3 separate regions of the Sus scrofa genome follow, and all the other regions are linked to region 2. The links are chromatin contacts, called in public Hi-C maps. All regions are on one chromosome and are shown on one strand. The core of a region is the stretch at or near the end of the contact, and the rest is flanking DNA. Distances in the headings are between cores, read along the strand shown.

What was found. A called contact is a pair of places that touch in the nucleus more often than the background predicts.
Region 1: a contact with region 2 is called in a Hi-C map of skeletal muscle, with 4 times the contacts expected there. The contact joins the promoter of EMSY here to the promoter of WNT11 in region 2. A contact is called at or near these places in 2 of 5 promoter capture datasets (fetal liver and liver), 6 of 47 Hi-C or Micro-C datasets (embryonic fibroblasts, fibroblasts, heart right ventricle and 2 more) and 1 of 2 datasets of contacts at active chromatin or transcription factors (skeletal muscle).
Region 3: a Hi-C map of skeletal muscle shows a contact between it and region 2, with 4 times the contacts expected there. The contact joins the promoter of LOC102162715 here to the promoter of WNT11 in region 2. A contact is called at or near these places in 2 of 5 promoter capture datasets (fetal liver and fetal skeletal muscle), 5 of 47 Hi-C or Micro-C datasets (embryonic fibroblasts, retroperitoneal adipose tissue and skeletal muscle) and 1 of 2 datasets of contacts at active chromatin or transcription factors (skeletal muscle).

What each region holds. Positions count from the first base shown.
Region 1 is chr9:10,626,710-10,629,409 of Sscrofa11.1, forward strand. It overlaps EMSY (BRCA2-interacting transcriptional repressor EMSY), which reads left to right and starts at 1,344. Exons shown (of 20, transcript XM_021062538.1): 1 at 1,344-1,666. It overlaps LOC102163793 (a long non-coding RNA gene), which reads right to left and starts at 1,260. Exons shown (of 3, transcript XR_001298634.2): 1 at 825-1,260.
Region 2 is chr9:10,433,730-10,436,444 of Sscrofa11.1, forward strand. It overlaps WNT11 (protein Wnt-11), which reads right to left and starts at 1,429. Exons shown (of 6, transcript XM_005667138.3): 1 at 1,106-1,429.
Region 3 is chr9:10,565,927-10,568,626 of Sscrofa11.1, forward strand. LOC102162715 (putative uncharacterized protein FLJ37770) reads left to right here and starts at 1,344. Exons shown (of 2, transcript XM_021062536.1): 1 at 1,344-1,959. The coding sequence starts at 1,488. THAP12 (52 kDa repressor of the inhibitor of the protein kinase) reads right to left here and starts at 792. Exons shown (of 6, transcript XM_021062533.1): 1 at 414-792. The coding sequence starts at 502.

The sequences.
Region 1 (2,700 bases), core at 94-2,593, 190 kb after region 2:
CATTTAGCAAGCCCAAGAATAAGCTATAATACTTCTTGGCTCACACACTACTTATTATGGTCAGGGTCAGTTTTATCTTTGGAAAGCAGCCTGTCTTTCCATTTCTACTCCACTACCTGTCACCCTGACATTCGTCTTAGAGGAAGACACTTGAAGTCAGAAGACCGGGGATTATAAAGCCCAATTCTCTTCAATTCCCAGCTTTGTGAAATTTGGTGAATTCTTGACTATCTGTGTTTTTCGCATTCATAGTAGGGGGTACTCTGAATTATACCTGCCTCACTAAGATACTATGAGCCTCACCTCAAACAACGTATGTTAAACTATATTAAAGTTTCATTCACCATCTTTCCAAAAGTTCTTAACAATAACCACTTTCCTGGGCCTCAGAAAAGATTTTTAGCTAATGAGCAAATAGCACACAAATGCTGTTATTTATTTTCTCTTCGTAATTTACATCTCCATTCAAGTACAGCCTCACGTTTGTACAGTGGTCCAAAATTGAAAAACAATTTTCTCCTACGCTGTACCTCACAACATCCCCATAGGATAATATTAACCCAATATTTTACAAGAAAACACTCCTTCCCACTTGAACATTTTTTTAGAAAAATCAGATTCGATGTTATGTACAAAATTACAAGGGCGGGCAGTCACAACACTCGAATGGACCTTCAACAATAGCAGGCACTGGCTTCGATCTTTGGCAGCCATTAACTATATACTGGACCCTTTTTTTTCATCTGTAAAATAGGAGCGACAATACCCTCTTCACACACTTGTTCTGTAGTTAAATAAGAACAAAGGCTGAAGAGTGAACCTACCACGCCGCAGAGCCTCAAACAAATGCCTTTGCCTTCTTGCCTCTGACAGATAGAGCACTAGCATTCCCACTGGACACGGGTTGAAACCCGAAGTCGAGAACGCTCGAATTGTCCTTCTCCACTTGCAATTCCGCGCCCCCTCCAGATCGGGTCCGCGCCACTAGGTTGTCCACGGTGACACGTCTCGTAGCGTGGATTCTCTCTCCTCCAGCTGCGGCTGGCGGGCCTGGAAGCCGCTTAGAATTGCTCCCAAGCCGCTGAGGAATCCGATCCTAACCCTATACGGCCATACCGGCACGAAGCTGCTTTCCCACTGCCCCTAACACCCCCCCACCAGGGTAAAGGTCGCGGGAAAACCTCAGCTCCATCCGCCGACGCCATCTTGACCGGTACGTGTGACGCCACACGTAGCGGAGAGCGCAGCCCATTGGCTCAGAGATCGCAGCGGAGGAGAGGCGCGAGAAGCGGCGAGGAGGGGTTGGAGAAGACGCCAGGGAAACTACAATCCCAGCCTTCCTTGCGCGTGCGACTGCACTCTGAGAGCGAAAGAGGAGGGCGTTTGGCCTCGGACCACAACTCCCAGCACTCCCTGCGAGGTCTCTCCTTTCCTTTCAAAACCTGGAGGAAAAGAGGGACGCGGAGAATGGAGGCCTTCTGGTGTCCGTTCTCCGAAAGGCGGGAAAGGCAAACTACACCTCCCGACTGGCAGCGCGCCGCTGCGCCTGCGCCCTGATACCTGTCGCCATCTTGCCCCTTCTGAGGCACCGCAAACAAACCCAATTCCTGGTGTCCCCTAGTTTTGGCGGAGGAGCCTTTTAGATGAGCCCAGAAAGGCCGGGCAGGTGAGTGACTCTCAGACAGGGCGCTGGGAAGAGCTGGCAGGGTAGCCAGTCTGGAGGAGCGCCGGACCAAGCAGTCGGAGCCCGGCTTGGGGTGGCCAGTCCCATCCTCCGTTGTCTCCTAACGGGATCGTGGGGCTCCCCGAGGTGGGCTGAGGGGGGCTCTGGCACGCCTGGTGCTGGGATTGCGGGGGTCCAGCTCTGGGAGCCTCCCGGTAAGTCTCGGTCGTCTGCCTGGCTGTCCGAGCGTCCACTGTTTCTTTCCGTTGTCCTCTGTGCTGAGGAGGGAGCGAGGCGCTGATGCCTCCCGGGGCCCCTGCCTCCGGCTACTGGTCCTGCGAGGACTTGGGTCGCAAGCTTGACATTGAAGTGGGTACTGAGTGGCATCGGTGAGGAGGGTGGGCGGGCTGCTCTTGTTGTGGTGCTGCGGGAGTGAGTGCGTGTTTGGGGAGGGGGCGGGGCGGGCTTGCCTCCTTGACACTTGAGTAAGGGGAAGGATTAGATAGGATTCGGGTTCCCGGAGCCCGCTCCGGGAACCTCTGCCCAGGTCTCCAGTGCGGTCCGGCCCCGCGGTGGGGTCCGCCGGCGGGGACGCGTCGGGATGCCGTGACGTGGTGCTTGATTCCGGCGGTCGCCGGCCGCCTCCAAGATCCTGTCGGGAGGCGGGGACTGGCTTGTGGAGGGAGCGGATTCCTTTGGCTCTGCCCCTTCTTCCTCCTCCCCACCCCTTTTCTTTATGTCATTCTGCCGACTGGGGCGCGCAGTCCTGTTCTCCTTGCCCTGGGTTGGTTCTCAGCTCAGAGGACTATGGGAAGTAGGGGGAGGGGGTTCAACTCCAGGCATGGAGTTGGAGTTGCAGCCCCAGCGCCAGGAACGGGATGTAGCAGTTATTTCGGGTCGGTGCTTGACTCCTAGAATAGGTAGTGAGCTCGCTCAGGCATGCATGCATGCATGCATTCATTCATTCAGGTTACTCGCTGTTCTCAATCATTCATTTATTTGTTTAACAAATATTTATCGCGGATCTACCGTATGCT
Region 2 (2,715 bases), core at 179-2,678:
AGGCTCTGGAAGGCCCTGGAAACCCAGCTGCCAGGTGGCTGTCTCCTCTGAGCCAAAGCCGGCGGGGAGACACAAAGCTTCCCCTTCCCCGAAGAGCCTGCGCTGGGCCTGGAGCCGGCACTGCGCGCCGGGGCTGCGTGTCCACGCCGCGCGGAAGGTCGCCGCGGGCCCGGCCTGAAGCCTGTCGCTGCGCAGCTCGCAGAGCCGACCCCGGGAATCCGTGACACAGAGCCACTGCTTCAAGGTTACCTGCGACGCCTAGCGAGGTGGGGCCCGCTCCCCGCCTTTGACCCTGGCCGCGAGATGCGTTTGCTGGGCTGCAGACGGTGCGCCAGGGGGCGGCGGTAGGGGTGGGGGTTATTTTGGAAGTGGGAAGGGTGGGGTGAGGGAACTCGGGGTACCTCATACAACCCTCTCTGAGCCCGACCCCGAGCGCCTAAGGGCCGTGAGGGTCTTGGAGGTACCTTAGCTCCGGGAGGTGGGAGGTGTGGGGCTCGTGCGCGAGCTCCGCCAGATGTTCAGAGCGGCTCCAGATGTGCCTGGGGGCCGGGACAGGACTTTCCTCCTCCCTACCCCCGAGCCTGGAGCTCAGGTCTGTAAACAAACTCTCGGTTCACTCCCTGGCCGCTTCTGGGGGCCCGTCTCAAAGCCAGGCGTCCGCCCCACCCCCCAATTTAGGAGGAACTGCCGTAGTTCTCTGCCTTTGGCCACCCTCTCCCGTCCCGCCACACACACCCCTGCTGCAGGATCCAAGTCCCCCACCCCCGCGGTGGCTCGGGCATGACCTCATCCGCGGGCTGACTGGGAGCGAGAGGGTCTTAAGGGGGGTGGGTAGGCTTGCGGCGGCCCGCGGGAAATGCACGGCCCCCCTGCACCATTCGTCCGCATAAAGCCGGCGCCCCCAGCCCCGCGGGACTGCGGTGAGTGGGGGGAATGCCTGGGAGAGCGGCGGAGGAGAGGCATGGAAAAGGGCTTGCTTTGCCTACCCGGGAGCGAGCGCCCGACGGGATCGCGCCGTCCCCCTCGGATTCGGGCGCCCGTAGCCCCCCGCCGCCCTGGCAGGTCCCCGCGGAGCTCTCGCCCGGTGCCCGCGGCCGCAGCTCACCTCCTGGGCCCTCGCCTGGAGGGGCCGGCCGGGGAGCGGCGAGCGCGGCCCCCAGCGGACCCGAGCGCTCTCCCTGCTGGGCCGGCGGCGAGGGCGCACTCTTCACTTGCGGCAGGAGAAGGACGCCCGGGATCCTGGCGAGCAGCGGCCGGCTCGGGGCTCTCGGGGACCGGGGCGCGGACTCAGGCCGCTCTGGAGGGGGCTCGGCTGCCGGGGCCTGCGCTCGCCCGCTCGCCCGAGCTCTCCTGCTCAGCCGGCACCGTCTCCCGCCCCGGCTGCCCGAACTGCTTTATAAGGCGCGGGCAGCTGCTTTGATCCGCCCACGTCAGCGCGCCGAAACCCCACCGGGTGGCTCGCGCCGCGCGCGGGGGGCGGGGGCGGGGTCCCCGCGGATGCCACGGACCCGCGGCGCCAGCGGCACGAGAGGACGTCGCACCCTGTTGCGTTCCAAAGAGGAGACTTACAGACTGTAACTGCAGCTGGTGTTAACTGAGCGTGCGGGCTGCGAGCCTACTGCGTGCCTGGGGTGCGTGGGGCCCAGGTAAGGCCGGTTTCTCAACCTCACAGCAAGCCCTCCACCCCGTCTGGTTTGGCAGAGGAGGAAGCCTGGGGCTCAGGCGAAAGTCCGACTTAGGTCTCGGTCTGGGGCCCAGGCATCCCTCGGTGTTGATCCTGTAGCTCAGGTCCCGGCAGACATCGGGGACCCCGAGAGCTGCCTCGGTGTCCCAGTCCAGCCTTCACAGGGTTGCCTCTCCAGATCGCTGGTTCCAGGTCTGCGGACTCTCAGCGAAGAAAGGAGGCGCCACGGCTCTGCCCTGAGAAGGCGCTGTAACCTTGGCACCAAGGAGGCAGGCGTCCCATCTCTGGGATGACTCTTAGGGAGTCTTCTGGGTACCTTGCCCTGGTCTCCAAGGAACCACCAGCAGAGGGCTGGTTTCAGAAGCTAAAGAGAAGGAAGAGTGCTCCTTGCGGGTGTAGAACCTTGCCTGGGGTTGGGGCTGGGGCTGTATTTCTGGGGAGACTTCCCTGGGACTGGTTCCACGCCCACCTGGGCCCTCCCTGGCTGACTGTGCCCCCTCCCCTTTCTACCTGCCCCGGTTGGTTACTGTGGTTGCCCTAACTTCTGTCTCTCCCACTCCCCACCTCAGGGGCCCCAACCCCAAGGATGATCTCAAGAATAATCTAGTTCTTTAGCAGAAGGGGAAATAGATTTAGTGAAAGGGGGCTTCTTTCAGATTTCAAAAAAATGCTTGGTACTCTTTCCCCAGTTCCTTGTAGGCACCCATGAACAGCACCCCTAGGCTGTCTTAACCTGGCTGTAACGGCAAACGATGCCCACGTCTGAGCCCAGAGTCCACCGCAGGTTCTCAGCCATGCAAGTGCCCCTGCACGTAAGCAGCCAGTCCCCTTTCTGCACAGGGCTGGGACTGATCTCCCCACAAGTGGTCACAAACACACTCAGGAGATCCTCGGACACACCGTAGGCCCCCACACACTCAGTTGCACATACAGGGGAAATGGCCGTACACATTTTCCTTTTCTATCTTTGCTTTTTTGTTTTGCTTTTTAGGCCACACCCATGGCAAATGGAGGTTCCCAGGCTAGGGGTC
Region 3 (2,700 bases), core at 94-2,593, 130 kb after region 2:
CCGGGGCGGGGGACGGGAGTAGAAGGACCCCGGCGACCACAACCGTAGCATCCAAGTGCCTTTTTTGACAGCTGGGGAAACTAAAGCCCAGAGACGCAAGCGACTTGCCTGAGGTCACACAGCAAGCTAACTAGGGCGACAGCCCACGTTACCCAGCCTGCGCCGCCTCAGCTGCCTCTTACTTCGGATGGTGGCCTACGCGCCAAGCCCCCGCGGCCGCACGTGCTCCGAGGCCCTCGAGCGCCAGCCGGTCCTCCGCTCGCGGCCCGCTCCTCACCTCGGAGCGGGCTGGGGTCGACAGCTGTGCCCCCTCCCACCGCCCCCTCTAGCCCTGGAGCCTGCCCGCGGCCGGCGGCTGGCAGCGCGCACAGCAGAGCAGGGCCGGAGGGGCCGGCTCCACGCCCGCCGCTTACCTGGCCGGATCCCGCGGGAATCTGAAGAAGGCCAGATCCGACTGCGTGCTCTTCCGCGTGCAGTTGGGGGCCGCGCAGAAGTTCGGCATCTTCGTTTGCCCGCCGGCCGGCCCAGCCCTCCCCTCCCCGCCTCCTCAGGGCAGCCCACCCGCCCGTCGGGGCCGGGGAGGGGAGCCAGGCCGGCCGGCCGGCTCGGCAGGGCCGGCGCGCCGAGGGGAGGGGCCGGCGGGCGAGAAGCCGCGAGGGGCAGGAGGGGCGCCGCGGTCCGAGGCCGGGCTGGGGACGCGGCTCCACAGTGCTGTGAGCGGCCGGGAGGATTTACCGCCGCCGCCGCCGCTGGTGCACCTCCCGCCCGCCCGGGACGCTGCCGCCTCCTTCCCACAATGCACCCTGGCGCCCGGGGGTGCCCTCTCTTCCCTCAGCCTTCCTCCCCCGCCCCCTCCTTTCCGCCGACTTCTCCGCAGGCGGACACGCGCAAGGAAGCGCGCCCGCTCGGGTGTGGCAAGGCGGAGGCGGGGCCTGGCGCGGACTGCCGCACTGCGCCTGCGCGCACGGCCTACCGCGCAAGGGGAGGGTTTGGCGCATGCGGGCGTGTCTCCCGGGACTCTGGAGCAACCGAGCCCCAGGCACCTCCGGTAGGTTTGGCGTGCGCGGCTTTCTGCAGATCGGAGACTAGCTTGCCCGTTACATCACCGGTGCATCGCTTCTTGCTGGCTTCACTTGCCACCACACGGGCTTCTATTGCAGAAATCGCCTAGGCTCAGGGGCTGCAGAGCGGGGCGACCTTGGTGACTGATGTGCCCACCCCAGCAGATCTCCGGGCACGAGTTGGACACTGTTGTGGGTTGTAGGAGATCTCATTCTCCCCAACTTTGCAGCTGCTCTTGGGCTTCATCAGCTTCTCGATTGGAAGCCAAGGGGCTAAAACTCAGAAAAGCAAATACACTTCCCTGATGAGGCTTCCAGAGGAGCAAGAATAGCGACGTGATGCCACCTGCAGCCCTATAAAGATTGGCCCCTCTGTCTTCCCCTCACAGTCGTGGCCTCTTAACGTTCTTGTGTTCAAGTGCCAAAATGAGTGACCGCTATCTAGAACAAAGGATTAGTATCAAATTTTGCGTGAAATTAAACAAGTCGGCAAGCGAGACCCACCATCTTTTAAAAGAAGCTTATGGGGAGGAAGTCATGTCAAGGGCCAGAGTTTTTGACTGGCACAAAAGGTTTAAAGAAGGGCGAGAAGACATTCGAGATGATGCCCGAAGTGGTCGTCCAGTCACTCACCGGACGGATGAAAATATCCGGAAGGTCAAGGACTTGGTTTGTTCCAACAGGCAGTTAACCGTGAGGATGATGGCTGAAGAGTTAAATTTAGATAAAGAAACCGTTAGACTCATTCTCAAAGAAAACTTGAATATGAGAAAAGTTTCTGCAAAAATTATATCAGGTATTCTGAAGGGTGAGCCTCAACCTCGCAAACTTGACTTTCGGTCTGATCTTTCCAAGGAAACGAGGAAAAATAGCTCATGTGTGGGGAAAAAGGGAGCAGGTTCTGAAACATGGAGTCCTCTTCAGTGCAAAGCTGGTGGGGAAATGCCTCTGCCGCTATCCCATCCCAAAATCCATTACCCTGCCAGCCAGCTTCTGCAGCCTTCATCTTCAGCAAGCCTTCCCACCAGGGCCGCTCAGGATTGGTTCACACCGTGGTGAAAGGACTGTGGGGTAGCTGAACCCGAGCTGGAAAGCTGCCTCTGGCTTAGGCACCCTCACTTGCTACTCATCTATTTTCAGCTTCTTTCCCATTCCTCCCTACTGGTCCTGGCCCTGTTCCTTACTCTTTGCTCGACTCTTGAGCCATCTTCCTTGCTGTGCTCCACAACTTTGAAGACCTTTTGGCTGTTGACTTTGGTACTGGCTAGTGCCTGAATTTTTTTTTTTTTTTCTTTTTTCTAAATGAGGTTGGATCTTTTCACTGCCCAGAACTTAGCTTGTTATGGCTGTCTTCTTCCTTTTGCTCAATTTCCTGCCTCAAGGGATCCTATTCCCATGAAAGGTGGGAGCAGAACCTCTTGGAATCTCCCTCTCTGTTCCCAGGGAGGCATACGCCTCTGAGAGGATCCCAAAAGAAGGCCTGCAGTTCCAGCCTGCTTCACAGGGAGGGTCTGAGGTATGGTGCAGAAGGCAGTAGCATGCTGACATAGGGAGCAGTGCTAAGGGCTGATCCAGCCCAAATGACTCAGGGGGAGCCCCTCAGAACTCAGTGATCAGCCACCGTAACCTTCTCACAGAC